Linked DNA regions of Zea mays: region 2 is linked to region 1. The links are chromatin contacts, called in public Hi-C maps. All regions are on one chromosome and are shown on one strand. Each heading gives the region's core, a stretch centred on a gene start, on an enhancer-like site or on the middle of the called end of the contact. The rest is flanking DNA. Distances are from core to core; before and after follow the strand shown.

Evidence for each region. A called contact is a pair of places that touch in the nucleus more often than the background predicts.
Region 2: a Hi-C map of tassel shows a contact between it and region 1, with 1.7 times the contacts expected there. The contact joins the promoter of LOC103650973 here to the promoter of LOC103650969 in region 1. A contact is called at or near these places in 2 of 25 Hi-C or Micro-C datasets (ear and tassel).

Annotation. Positions count from the first base shown.
Region 1 is chr3:181,093,680-181,100,515 of Zm-B73-REFERENCE-NAM-5.0, forward strand. It overlaps LOC103650969 (NDR1/HIN1-like protein 10), which reads left to right and starts at 2,246. Exons shown (of 1, transcript XM_008676564.3): 1 at 2,246-3,292. The coding sequence starts at 2,349. The coding sequence ends at 3,065. LOC103650970 (NDR1/HIN1-like protein 10) reads left to right here and starts at 3,490. Exons shown (of 1, transcript XM_008676565.4): 1 at 3,490-4,975. The coding sequence starts at 3,852. The coding sequence ends at 4,691.
Region 2 is chr3:181,226,864-181,232,767 of Zm-B73-REFERENCE-NAM-5.0, forward strand. It overlaps LOC103650973 (transcription factor DIVARICATA-like), which reads right to left and starts at 1,886. Exons shown (of 2, transcript NM_001327822.1): 1 at 1,405-1,886; 2 at 930-1,139. The coding sequence starts at 1,787. The coding sequence ends at 956.

The sequences.
Region 1 (6,836 bases), core at 996-3,495:
CGGGTATCGAGTCGTGTATATCCATTGCCATCTCTATACAAAGTATTGTTTTACATTTTGTTTGTAAAGTGAAGTTTAAAGTAGAGAATGAGACAGAAAGTGTGATAGGGAGTGAATCTACGTGAGATACTACCAATTTACCAAGCAACCGGAACTTCGGTCCGGAGCTCTACTAGGCCACGGACGAATCTGCTGAAGGAGTTAAAGGAGATAATCAGGCGTCTCATGCGCGTAAGACCGACTCGAACGAGGCACCTTAAAAATTCTGTCCTATATTATACACTTCAACGATACATATTAAAAAAACATTCTTCCATCATATCGTCTATATACAAAGACTCACTCTTATTTTCTCTATTTAATTTTATACTTTAGGTAATACATTAAATAGAAGTAAAAAATATAAGTATGATAAATACCTACGCAAAACAAAACTAGAGTAAAATATAACTTTTTAATATAGATGTTTAAATTAAGAGCTAGATGTATAGAATATTATTGGAAGAAATCTTTTAAAAGGAGTCTATAGAGAAGAAAAGATAGAGAGGATGTGATCAGAGATAGTCTAATTAGACTCTCTCCTGCAATGTCATCTATATTTATACTTTATAGTCTCCTCTAAACATTTCATCTATATCTCATTTCTCCCTAATAGTGTATCTCATCATCTATACGTAAATACTTATATTAGGGACATATCTTAATTTTATTTTTTTGTACTTAAGTATTTGTCATAATTAAATGTGTTGTACTTATTTTAGTTTTTTTTATCTAAATCAAGTATTAAAATGGATTGATGAGAGGAGAGGAGAGAAAAACTCTATATAAAGAGTATGTAGCAACGTCGCGGAATTAAACTTTAGTTCCTTCTACTAAACTAATTGGTTCCATCTCCTAATTTTTGAGTTAGCTATGTTGCGGCTAGGGGTGGATATCGAGTCAGCTCGACTCATTATGGCTCGTTACTGTAACGAACCAGCTCGGCTCGGCTCGTTATACTATCGAGCTAAACATCTGGCTCGACTCGACTAGTTAGGAAGCTCGAGCCAGCTCGTTAGGCTCGCGAGTGACACAACTAAATATAAAAATCTATGTACATAAATATATATATAATCAAAAAATCATATTTTAAGTGTTTAACACTACAAACCCAAAACTTTTATAATATTATTATCATATCATCGTCTTAGTTTCTAACTTTTAATATTAAATTAAATAACCAAATATGTATTAACTTACAGATTTACAAACCCTTATTATAATGACAGCAACAAGCATCATTATAAAGCAATTCATCATCCATTCCACAAACATGTAACATTTTATTGCACAACACTAACATCATATGCTGCTAGAAATAAAGTTCACAAAACCATAACCAATAATCAAATATTAAATATATAATGTAGGTATCTAGCCATGCAATAATGCAAATATTTAAGCACATGGTACATCCACACATGTCCACATCATAGATCATAACTACGAGAAAACAAGACTAAGATGAAATGACACCAACGACTAGACAAACTTGTATTGTGGCTTGGCTCGTTTGGCTCGCGAGCTAGCTCACGAGTTAACCCGAGCTGGCTCATTAGAGAACCAAGATAGAATGCTAGTTTGGCTCGCTACAAAATTAAAACGAGTCGAGTCGAGCGAGTTATCGAGCTAGAGTATTTCGTCCAGCCCTAGTTACGGCATTCGGGACAGGTTTTTCGTTCAAAAACTTTCAAATCCAACACGCCGTACGCCGTACCGCGTACTAAAAATATAATGCGTAGAATACAAAAATTGTGTTCTGACTCCAGGCGAACTCCTCGCGACGAAATTTCGGGCAAAACACAGCCAGTATAAGAACTTCTGAACTTTCCGCGAAGCTGCCATCTCTGGCTCCTTCTCGTAGTTCCTTAACCCGATGTTTCCACACACAAAACAAGAATGTCGCGCAGTATATTCGAAGGCAACGATCCTGTCCTACCAACAGAAAAAAAAACACGCGTCTCGAACTCTGACTGAGGGGCTGTTCGGTTGATCAGGAATGATGACATGAAATTATTCATGTCCGGATTGTTTACCTATTTTATATAAGATTTCATGAGGTGGAATAAATCTAGGTCCAATCCTGGACAACCGAACAGGCCCTGATGAAACGCGGTTCCATTCCAATTCCAAGTCCCTCCCTCATTTCGCCGTGCTCCTCAATCCTCATCTCGACTGCTGCATATAAATACTACTGCACACATGACACATCGTATACCTGTCGCTAAAGTAAAGTACGTACGTGACCGGTGGCCAGCCAAATTGACCACGCACACACCTGTCTGTGCCTGCGACTGCGAAGAAGCAAAATGGCAGCCTACGAGAAGCAGCAGCGGCCGGAGACGCCGCTGAACGCCGCGTACTACGGCCAGCCGATCCCTCCGCCGCAGCCGCCCGCGTACTACCCGCCACCGCCGCCGCCGCCACCCGTCCCACGCCGCGGCGGCCGCTCACGCTGCCTGCTCGGCTCCGTCGTGGCCCTCGTCGTCGCGCTCGGCGTCGCCACCCTGGTGCTCTGGCTCATCTTCCGCCCGGACAACCTCAGGGCCTACGCCGACTCCGCCGCGCTCTCCCGCTTCGACCTCGGCAGCGGCGGGGACCTCCTCCAGTACAACCTCACCGTGGACATCCGCGTGCGCAACCCCAACCGCTTCGGGATCCGCTACGACTACGCCGAGGCGCAGGCGTTCTACGACGGCGACCGCTTCGGGTTCGACCCGCTGCAGCCCTTCTACCTGGGCCGCAGGAGCGACGCCCGGGTCACGGCCACGTTCAGCGGCTCGGCGGCGATGGACGACGGCGGCGACGCGCTGCGCACGTACCGGAGGGAGAGCGGGGAGGGCTTCTACTACGTCACGGTGAAGGTGTACTCGGACCTTAGCTTCAGGGTTAGGGTCGTCCGCCGCCATGACTTCAAGAGCAAGATCACCTGCGTGCTGCGGCTGCCCGTGCCCGCTGCCGGCGGCAACGCCAACTCCACCACGGCGATGACGACGCTCGGGACGAGGTGCGACGTGGACTTCTGATCATCCTTGCCGCCGACTGTGCAAAGGGCGCTCTGTGCATGCATCCTTTCGCAGTTTGTATTATTTGGCCGGCCGGGCCGGGCCGGGGATAACGTTATGGACAATGTCTATAATTGTTTGAACGGTACACTGTGAATGCTCATTATTTCCTTCTTTCATATGCATGCATATAATTGAATAAAGTGTTTGGTTTTTAGAGATTAATTTTTAATCCCTGCATTTAGTTATATTTTAGGTATTAAATTGCTAAATACCGAAAATAAAATTCTATTTGAATCGTGATTTTGTTGTGATTTGATTGGATGTGTCTTGTAAAGTTTAAACTGGTGGATTATATAGTGGCACGTGACAGCCAATCCATCCCTCCTCGTCTACTAAAAAACATGAAAAAAAATGGGATGGAAATATGGAATTGTCTCATTAGACCGCATCCCCTCGTCTCATGAACAATCACACCCTAAATTGGGCATTATTGTTCGAAACAAAATTATTTGTTAACTGTTTTTAAAGACTAAATCGTGTTTCAGTTTTCGACGTGTGTTTAAAGCCTTAAAGCTTTGCTGCAAGGATTCGTAATTTCGTAGCCTTAACGGTTTCCTTTCTACACAGTGCTTGTTCAAGATTTGGTACTCCCGAAAAGTGCACAGTTACGTCCACCCATAAAATCCCAATTCTTTTCGGACTTTACTTTTCAACGGGCAGACGCCGTACACAATTCACCTCCGCGTTCCGTTGGCCGCCTGCCTGCGCGGGTCAAGGACGCAACGGCAACGGCAACGGCCCGTAATGTCCCGGGAACGTGAGACCCTCAGAAACCACCACAACCTAGGCTACGGCCTGTGTGTCAGTGTGTGCTGTGTACATAGACGTTCCCTCCATCGATACATGCGTGCACTACTAGCTGATAATCGGAAGTTGCAGAAGGCCATGGCCAGTCACGAGCACAAGATCGACCAGCCCTACTACGGGCGCCCGCCCATCCCTCCCGAAGCACCGGCCGCCGGCGTCCGCCCGCTGGCGCGCCGGGACGCGTCGTACGCGCTCCTCTGCCACGCCTTCCGCGCGCTGACGCTGGCGCTCATCGCCGTCGGCGTCGTGGCGCTGGTGCTCTGGCTCGTCTACCAGCCCAGCAGCCTCAAGGCGTACGTCGACTCGGCGCAGCTCACCCGCTTCGACCTCGACAACAGCGGCACCCAGACCCACCAGCTGCGCTACAACCTCACCGTGGGCGTCAGCATCCGCAACCCGAACCGGAAGCAGGCCGTGCTGTATAGGCGCCTGGACGCCGTGGCGCTCTACGGCGGCGAGCGGCTCGGGTACGTGGACTTCCCGCGGGCGCGGCAGGAGCGCAGGAGCACGATGGAGGTGCGGCCCAGCTTCCGTGGACAGGCCGCCCTCGCCGGCGCCGGCGCGGCGGCGGCGCTGTTCGGCAGGGAGAAGGGCGAGGGGTTCTTCAGCATCAACGTCAAGCTCCACACGAGGGTGCGGCTGAAGGTGGCCGTCGTGGACAGCGCCGAGTACAGGCCGGACGTGGACTGCTACGTGAGGGTTCCCGACCCGGGCAACGCCACGGCAGTGGCGCTGGGGTTCACGCCGACGCAGTGCCATGTCGACGACTTCTCGTGACACAGAGAGCGGAAACTGCGAGGAATAAGTTTGATGTTACGTGGACGAATTGATCTGTCATTTCCTGTTTTTATTTAAATCTAAAGCCAACTAATCGTAGCTAGGACGATTGTTCTATTATAAGATAACATATATAGATCCTGGTTGTCCTTAGGCCTTGTTCGTTTACGTCGGATTGCATCTGGAATCGTTCCAGCTAATCAAAGTCTATATAAATTAGAGAAGCAATCTGGTTAGAAATCGTTCCGACCCATTAATCCGGCACAAACGAAAAGGCCTTAATCCTTAAACTTTTCATGATTGTTTGTATTTTTCATGTATGTAATTATGGGGGGAAACGCAACTATTCATTGTTACGTGGCGCGCGTGCCCCTCGATAGCACAGCGTCCTTGGTGACTTTGTTAGTACTAACCCCTAAATTTAGCTAACTAGCTAGTCTCCAAAAAATGCTTAGTACTCCATCACTAATAGAACAAACCACCAATTGCGTCTACATTGAAATGGATAGGCTTTCTATACAATTTTGAATAGAAAGATATTTAATCACTTTCAACTCTCCTCAATCCATCACTAATAGAATAAGCCACCAATAGGTTGAAACGCACCCCAAACTCACCCAACCCATTGCAAATAAGTCGTTTTCTCTTACCCCACCCAACCCAATTATCCAACTAAATAACTCAGTCAAACCTGACCAAGCTTGTTCGTTGCGGCTTGCTGCGGCTTTAATTCGATTGCGACTACGACTTTTACAGTATTTTGTCTCTATGGATTACAGTTGCAGCAGTCCGAATAGCTATACATTCAGGTCTCTGAGTGGATACAATCATATAGGTAAATTAAAATGAAAGTCATGTGTGTGAAATATGTTGTTCTTTCTAAATATATGTGCTACTGTGCTTTCCGTTGTCAAAGTTGAATGGCTGTCGCCCTGTCGCACTAAATATTCTGACTTCTAGTCAACTTAACATGTATGATGCAAGTGCATGCATGTTATCCCTTCTTCTCTCAAACGAATCGCTGCGGATCCACGAAACATTCTGCTTTGAAATTATGCATGTAACATCGCGATTTTGAACGAATGGTAAATTTGCTCGACCAAAAACATATTGTGGCGTTTGTCTTTCACGTGCACATATTGCACGCTCTCCTAAAAGAAACAGTACAATTTGACCAGATGGTGGTGTCCCGTGCTCCCGTCCAAGGAAATCCCAATCGACACATGTCGGCGTTTCGAGACAGGGGGTCCCTAAGCCGACGAGTGAGTGTGCTGCGTGTCCCAGCCCAGATGGGTCGAGCGCGTGGGCGAGCGCGAAGGGGGGAGAGGCGAGGTGGCCGGAGCCGAGCGTGAGAGAGGTGGAAGTCCCGCGGCCTTCGTGTTCGTCCCGCGCCCAGGTCGGGTGCGCTTGCAGTAGGGGGGTTACAAGCGTCCACGCGGGTGAGGGAAGCGAGCGGCCCCAAGAGAGCGCCTGTCCCGTCCTCGGTCCCGCGCGGCCAACCTTCTCTAAGAAGGCCATGGTCCTCCCTTTTATAGTCGTAAGGAGAGGATCCAGGTGTACAATGGGGGGTGTAGCAGAGTGCTACGTGTCTAGCGGAGAGAGAGCTAGCGCCCTAGGTACATGCCAATGTGGCAGCCGGAGAGGTCTTGGCACCTTGCTGGCGTGATGTCGTGGCTGTCGGAGGTGCGACGGAGCCTGGCGGAGGGACAGCTGTTAGAGCGGTCGAGTCCTTGCTGACGTCGCCCTGCTTCCGTAAGAGAGCTGGGGGCCGCCGTCGTCACAGAGCTTGTGGAGTGCCATCATTGCCCATCCGGCGAAGCTGGCCGGATGGGACGCCGGTCTTGTTCTCCGTAACCCGAGTCGATTCGGGGTAGGACGATGATGGCGCTTCCTGTTGACGTGGCGGGCCTGTGCCCTAGGCAGGGTGACGTGGGGGCTCCTCCGAAGCCGAGGTTGAGTCTGTCTTCTGTTGCCGAGGCCGAGCCTGAGCCATGGGGTCGGGCAAGGCGGAGGTCGTTCGGCTGAGGCCAGGGCGGAGTCCGAGCCCTGGGGTCGGGCGAGGCGGAGTTTCGTCGTCTTCCGGGTCTTAGCCCGAGTCCGAGCCCTGGGGTCGGGCGGAGCGGAGTTCGCCGTCTTCCGGGTCTT
Region 2 (5,904 bases), core at 636-3,135, 130 kb after region 1:
CCAACGATGAATATAATGTCGACTGTGTGCCTACTGCCTAGTCTCTGTTCAGGTTTTGCACGCGTGCATAAATTTATTATGCAATCTTGTGGCACATAATCCAAGTTGTTGTCGAGCAAGAACGGTGACGACGCAAAGATGCTTTTGCTGCTACCTGTGATGTAACAGTACTAGGTTCAGTGCACGGCGGTGGGCATAAATACAAAAGTAGAAGCATGGGAGTTGACAAGTGTCATGAAACAGCTAACCACGTGCCGCTCAACTGCTCAAGCCCTGGAGCCTCACCGCCCGTCTCGTCGTCAGCGATCGACACGTGTTGTCCACCTGCGTACGCATTGCCTGTTTCCTTTGGATGGAATGGAACACCCCCAGACAACAACAATACAACTATAAAAATAAAAGCACCATTGATAAACCAATACAATACTAGAACAGTGACTCGGGCATTGATAGGATTACAATTTGGTTCTGCATTTTTCGGATGCCGTTTTGTGACCAAAGTTTGACTCTTGTATTTTTAAATCTAAACCTAAATAACACTGAAAACCGAACCGTTTTTCGTTTGACTCTTGTATTATAAAATTCTAAATCTAAATAACACTGAAAACGGAACCGTTTTTCGTTTCCGGGTCAGTAGCGGGAACAAGAAAATTTACAGGCAGGAAACCGGTGTTTCTCAAGCGAGAAACTCATCCCATTCTGCATTCGCCTAAACTCGACGCGACGGTGCCACGTCAGACTCCATTAGATGTTTGGACTCCTAATTCTATTTTAATGACTACGAGTAAGCCTAAACCATGTGCTAGCTGCTGACTGGAACGACCCAACCATGCGACCTAAGGATTTAGCTCTTGTCATGGACTACGAGTAATGCCTACTTGTTTCTTCTATTCTGATCTCGAGATGAGATGAGTGGCTGTAAGCAGGGAGCGCGCGTCGCCGTCGGCGGCCAGGGTCAAGGGGTGGTGATGTCGTGGATGCTCTTCCGCTTGGAGTTCCGGCTGGCGGGGTTGAGCTGCCGGTTGAAGTACTTCTGCGCGTGGCTGGCCACCTGCGCCGGCGTGCGCGTCCGCACCGTGAAGCGCGAGATGTTACGCCAGTCCCCGCGCCCGTACTTCTCCAGCCCTTGAAGGAAGAGCCTGCGCATACGCAACGAAACACAGCGAAAAAGACGCGTTGGTTTCCGAGGAATAAGGAAAAAAAACTGGCTGCAGCGTGTGGCTGGCGACTGGGACCCACGCGCCAGCTGGGAAGAACTCTAGGCTTCTCCGCTCAACAAGCCAATGAGGGAAAGTGTCGTCGTCGTCTCGTCGATACACGAGAGGCGTCTAGAAACTACCCTAACTCATTCAGTTCGACCAAACGACGGCGCGCGGCCTCGCTGCAGAAGAGATGAGATCGTACCTGTGCTCTTCCTCGCTCCAGGGTTTCCCGGGGCGCCGGCCCTCGCGGTGCGCCCGGTCAGCGCCGGCGCGGCGGCTGTTGCCAGTGCCACCCTCGCAGCCGCCGCGGACTTGGTTGTCGTCGTTCCAGCAGGCGGGCACGTCGACCCCGCCGCGCTCGATAAGTGCGATGTCGGCGACGAGCGCCTCGTAGTGCTCCCAGGCCTCCCGCGGCGTGCGCCCGTGGAGCTGCGCCGCGACGAGCGCCCAGCGCTCGGGCGTGTGCTCGGGCCACATCACCAGCGCGCTCTCGAACATCTTGTTCTCCTCCTTGCTCCACGGCCGCGCCGGCGGCGCCGCCGCCGCGTGGATGCTGCTGTTGTGGCAGCCGTGGTGGAAGTCCATGCCTCGCAAGTCGCCCCGGCTGCTCGACACGATCTCGCTGTTGCGTTTGCGTGCGCGGTGTTTACTGGCTCTCTATGTGGTTGTGGACGGATGGATGATGGACGGGTTGGCGGCGCCGTGAACGGAATTTATAAAGATTCGGGACTTCGGGTGGCGTGGGCCGGGGTGGGGTGAAACGGAATTACGGAACCGTACTCGGGACGGGACGTGGGGAATCAAACAAACCCATCCCGCGGCCGGGGGTGACGGAGGCAGTTTTTTTTTTAAACTTTTTATTTAAAAAATACATTTGCATATCTAACGATCAAAATCTCGTTTTTAACTATGATCTAGTGTCGTAGCTCGTGACGTCGAAGTTAAATATTTCGATGTCATAATCATGACATCAAAGTTGCATTGGCCCTCATCACGTCTCGCTAATACAACTTTACACTATAGATTATAACACGAAGATGTTTAACTTTAACGTTCACTACCGGAATCCGGTCCTTTGCTAAGTACCAGACTTTTTGTCGAGTGCTTTTTCTCGGACACTCGGCAAAAAAACCTTTGCCGAGAGCCGCTCTCAGTAAAGTCCTGCTCTCGGTAACGAGCTCGTTTACCGAGTGCAGGACACTCGACATAGAAACACACCCGGCAAAGACATATTTGTCGAGTGGCAAACACTCGGCAAAGGGCCGTCAGCGCCCGTCTAAAGCTGACGGCCGTCAGCCTTTGCTGAGGGCCGAAGGTCGGCACTCGGCAAAGCATATTTTTATGTTTTTTATTTTGGCAACCAAACTTTTTGTGGTATGTTCTACACTATGTAGACCTACATGTACTATTTTGGGACAATTATAACAATGTTTTTAATAGCTAGTAGATTTAGTTCGTTTATTTGAATTTCTTCGGAAAATTCAGATTTGAACTGCAGGTCACTCGAAACTTGGATAATCGTGCATGCAAAAATGATACACATGTTATTTAGCACAAGTTACGACCGATTTCAGGAGCGGACCGAAAACTTCGAGCAACATGCTTACTAAACATGGCCGTGAACTTGCCATCCACATGTTTAAAAATTGTATAAAACACAAACAAAGTCAGAAAATCATGAAACTTGTCCACGTGTCATGATATCATATATAGAGGCTATGATAAAACTTTGAAAAAGTTTCGAGAAAACTGTGACGCACTATGTGTAGAAACCTAAGAGATCCATATTGAAACTCTATGATTTCATGTGTAGATCGCTTAGGTTTCTACACATAGTGCGTCACAACTTTATCGAAACATTCTTAAATTTTTATCACAACCTCTACATATGATATCATGACACGTGGACAAGTTTCATGATTTTCTGACTTTGTGTTTTATACTAATTTTTAAACAACTGGTTGGCAAGTTCACGACCATGTTTAGTGAGCATGTTCCTCGAAGTTTCCGGTCATCTCCTGAAATTGGTCGTAACTTGTGCTAAATAGCATGGATATCATTTTTGCATGCACCATTTTCCAAGTTTCGAGTGATATGCAGTTCAAATCTGAATTTTTCGAAGAAATTCAAATAAACGAACTAATGTACTAGCTATACAAAACATTGTTATAATTGTCCCAAAATGGTACATGTGGGTCTACATAGTGTAGGAACATACCACAAAAGGTTTGGTTGCCAAAATAAAAATATGCTTTACCGAGTGCCCAAAAAAGGCACTCGGTAAAGAAGGCTTTGCCGAGTGTCAGCTGTTTGACACTCGACAAAGAATCTAGAACAGATCTTTGCCGAGTGCCTATTAGTTGACACTCGGCAAAGACGTCTTTGCCGAGTGCCCACGATCTGGCACTCGGCAAAGAAGTGAAATAAACCGACCGTGATGCCTTCTCCTTTCTCCTTCTTCCTCTCCTCTCACTCTCTGTCACCTCGCCCGCCCGCCACCCGCCACTGCCGCTCACCTCGCCCGCCCACCAGCCTTGCTCGCGCCGTCCGTCGGCCGCCGTGCCGGCCCCTCGCCGCGCCGTCCGCCCCCACCGTGGCTGCGCCCTCGTCCGGCTGCCGTGCCCGTGCCCCTCTCCCTCGCCCTCGCCCGCCTGCCGCCCCGACACCGCCGCCGCGCCCCGTCACCACCGCTCCGCGCCCCCACACCGCCGTCACCACCGTCGCCGCGCCCCGACCTCAACCGCCGTCCCCACGCCTCGCCCTCAACCGCCGTCGCGCCCGGCACCACGCCGCCGCTTGGTAATGTGATTGATAATTCTCTATATATGTGAGCATGTGATTGATAATGTGATGGATAGTTAGAGTTATATTATCTCTAGCCACTAGGTACTTAGAATTTGCATTGTGCGGATAACCTTTTTTCTAGTAGATTAATAAAAGAATGCCGAACTCTAAAACATGCATATTCCAAGGATAGAATAGAAGCGTATATATATATATATATATGAATTATGCCGTTGAATTATGCGTGGATGTCTCATGGATTGAATATATATATGTGTGATTGTCGGCCATCGTGCCGTTAAATTATGCGTGTATGTCAGCCATCGTGCTGATAGTTTTATTTGCAGGATTTCAAAACCTCCCCGTGCAGGGGAGGTGCTGCCGAAATTTTCTGCTAGGCTTCTTGAAAGTCGCCTAGAGGGGGGGGGGGGGTGAATAGGCAAATCTGAAATTTATAAAATTTAAGCACAACTACAAGCCGAGGTTAGCGTTAGAAATGTAATCGAGTCTGAAAGAGAGGGCGAAAACAAATCACAAGCAAATGAAAGCGGATGACACGGTGATTTGTTTTACCGAGGTTCGATTTTTGCAAACCTACTCCCCGTTGAGGTGGTCACAAAGACTGGGTCTCTTTCAACCCTTTCCCTCTCTCAAACGGTCACTTAGACCGAGTGAGCTTTTCTCCTCAATCAATTGGACACTTAGTCCCACAAGGACCACCACACAATTGGTGTCTCTTACTTTGATTACAAATGACTTAAGAACAAGAAATGGGAAGAAGAAAAGCGATCCAAGCACAAGAGCTCAAAGAACACGGGAAAAACTCTCTCTCTTCTAGTCACTAATTGCTTTGAGTGGAATTGGGACTTGGAGAGGCTTTGGTTCAATCTAATTGTGTCTTGTATTGAATGCACTAGCTCTTGTATTGAATGTGTTGGCTGAAAAACTTGGATGCCTTGAAGTGTGGTGGTTGGTAGGTATTTATAGCCCCAACCATCAAAGTGGTCATTGGGAGGGTCTGCTGTCGATGGGCGCACCGGATAGTTCGGTGCGCCAGCCACGTCACCCAACCGTTAGGGTTCGACCGTTGGAGCTCTGATAAGTGGGGCCACCGGACAGTCCGATGGTGCACCAGACAGTCATTGTGCACTGTCCGGTGCGCCTGCTCTGACTCTACGCGCGCTGTCCACACACTGTAGCGTTCACTGTTCACTTTTGCAGACAACCGTTGGCGCTATAGCCGTTACTCCGCATGGCACAGCGGACAGTCCGGTGCTACACCGGACAGTCCGGTGAATTATAGCGGAGTGGCATTCCCAGAAACCCGAAGCTGAGCAGTTCAGAGTTGTTCGCCCTGGTGCACCGTACAGTCCGGTGCGCTAGGCCAAGGTAGCCTTCGGTTGATTTTGCTCCTTTCTATTTGAACCCTTTCTTGGACTTTATATTGATTTGTGTTGAACCTTTGGCACCTGTAGAACTTATAATCTAGAGCAAACTAGTCAGTCCAATTATTTGTGTTGGGCAATTTAATCACCAAAAACATTTAGAAAAAGGTTTGACCCTATTTCCCTTTCACTTCTATTACAGAATGGAGGACCGTGAGTGGATGTACACGGGCCGTAGAGGAAGGAACAATGTCACCACTGAATGGATTAGAAAGACCGATGATTTCGTGGAACGAGCATATGGCGAAGCTGTTAAAGGAGCGAGTCTAGTCCCATGCCCGTGCAGCAAATGTGCGAACCGGAAAAGAAAACCAAAGAAGGCCATGGTAGAACATATTTGGAAGAATGGATTTACGCCGGGCTATACTCGGTGGATCTTTCATGGTGAAGCGCATCGTACGAGAGAGGAGGTGCTGAGACAACGTGTCGAGGATTATGATGCGGATGCGGGGGTAGCGGATATGTTGAACGAC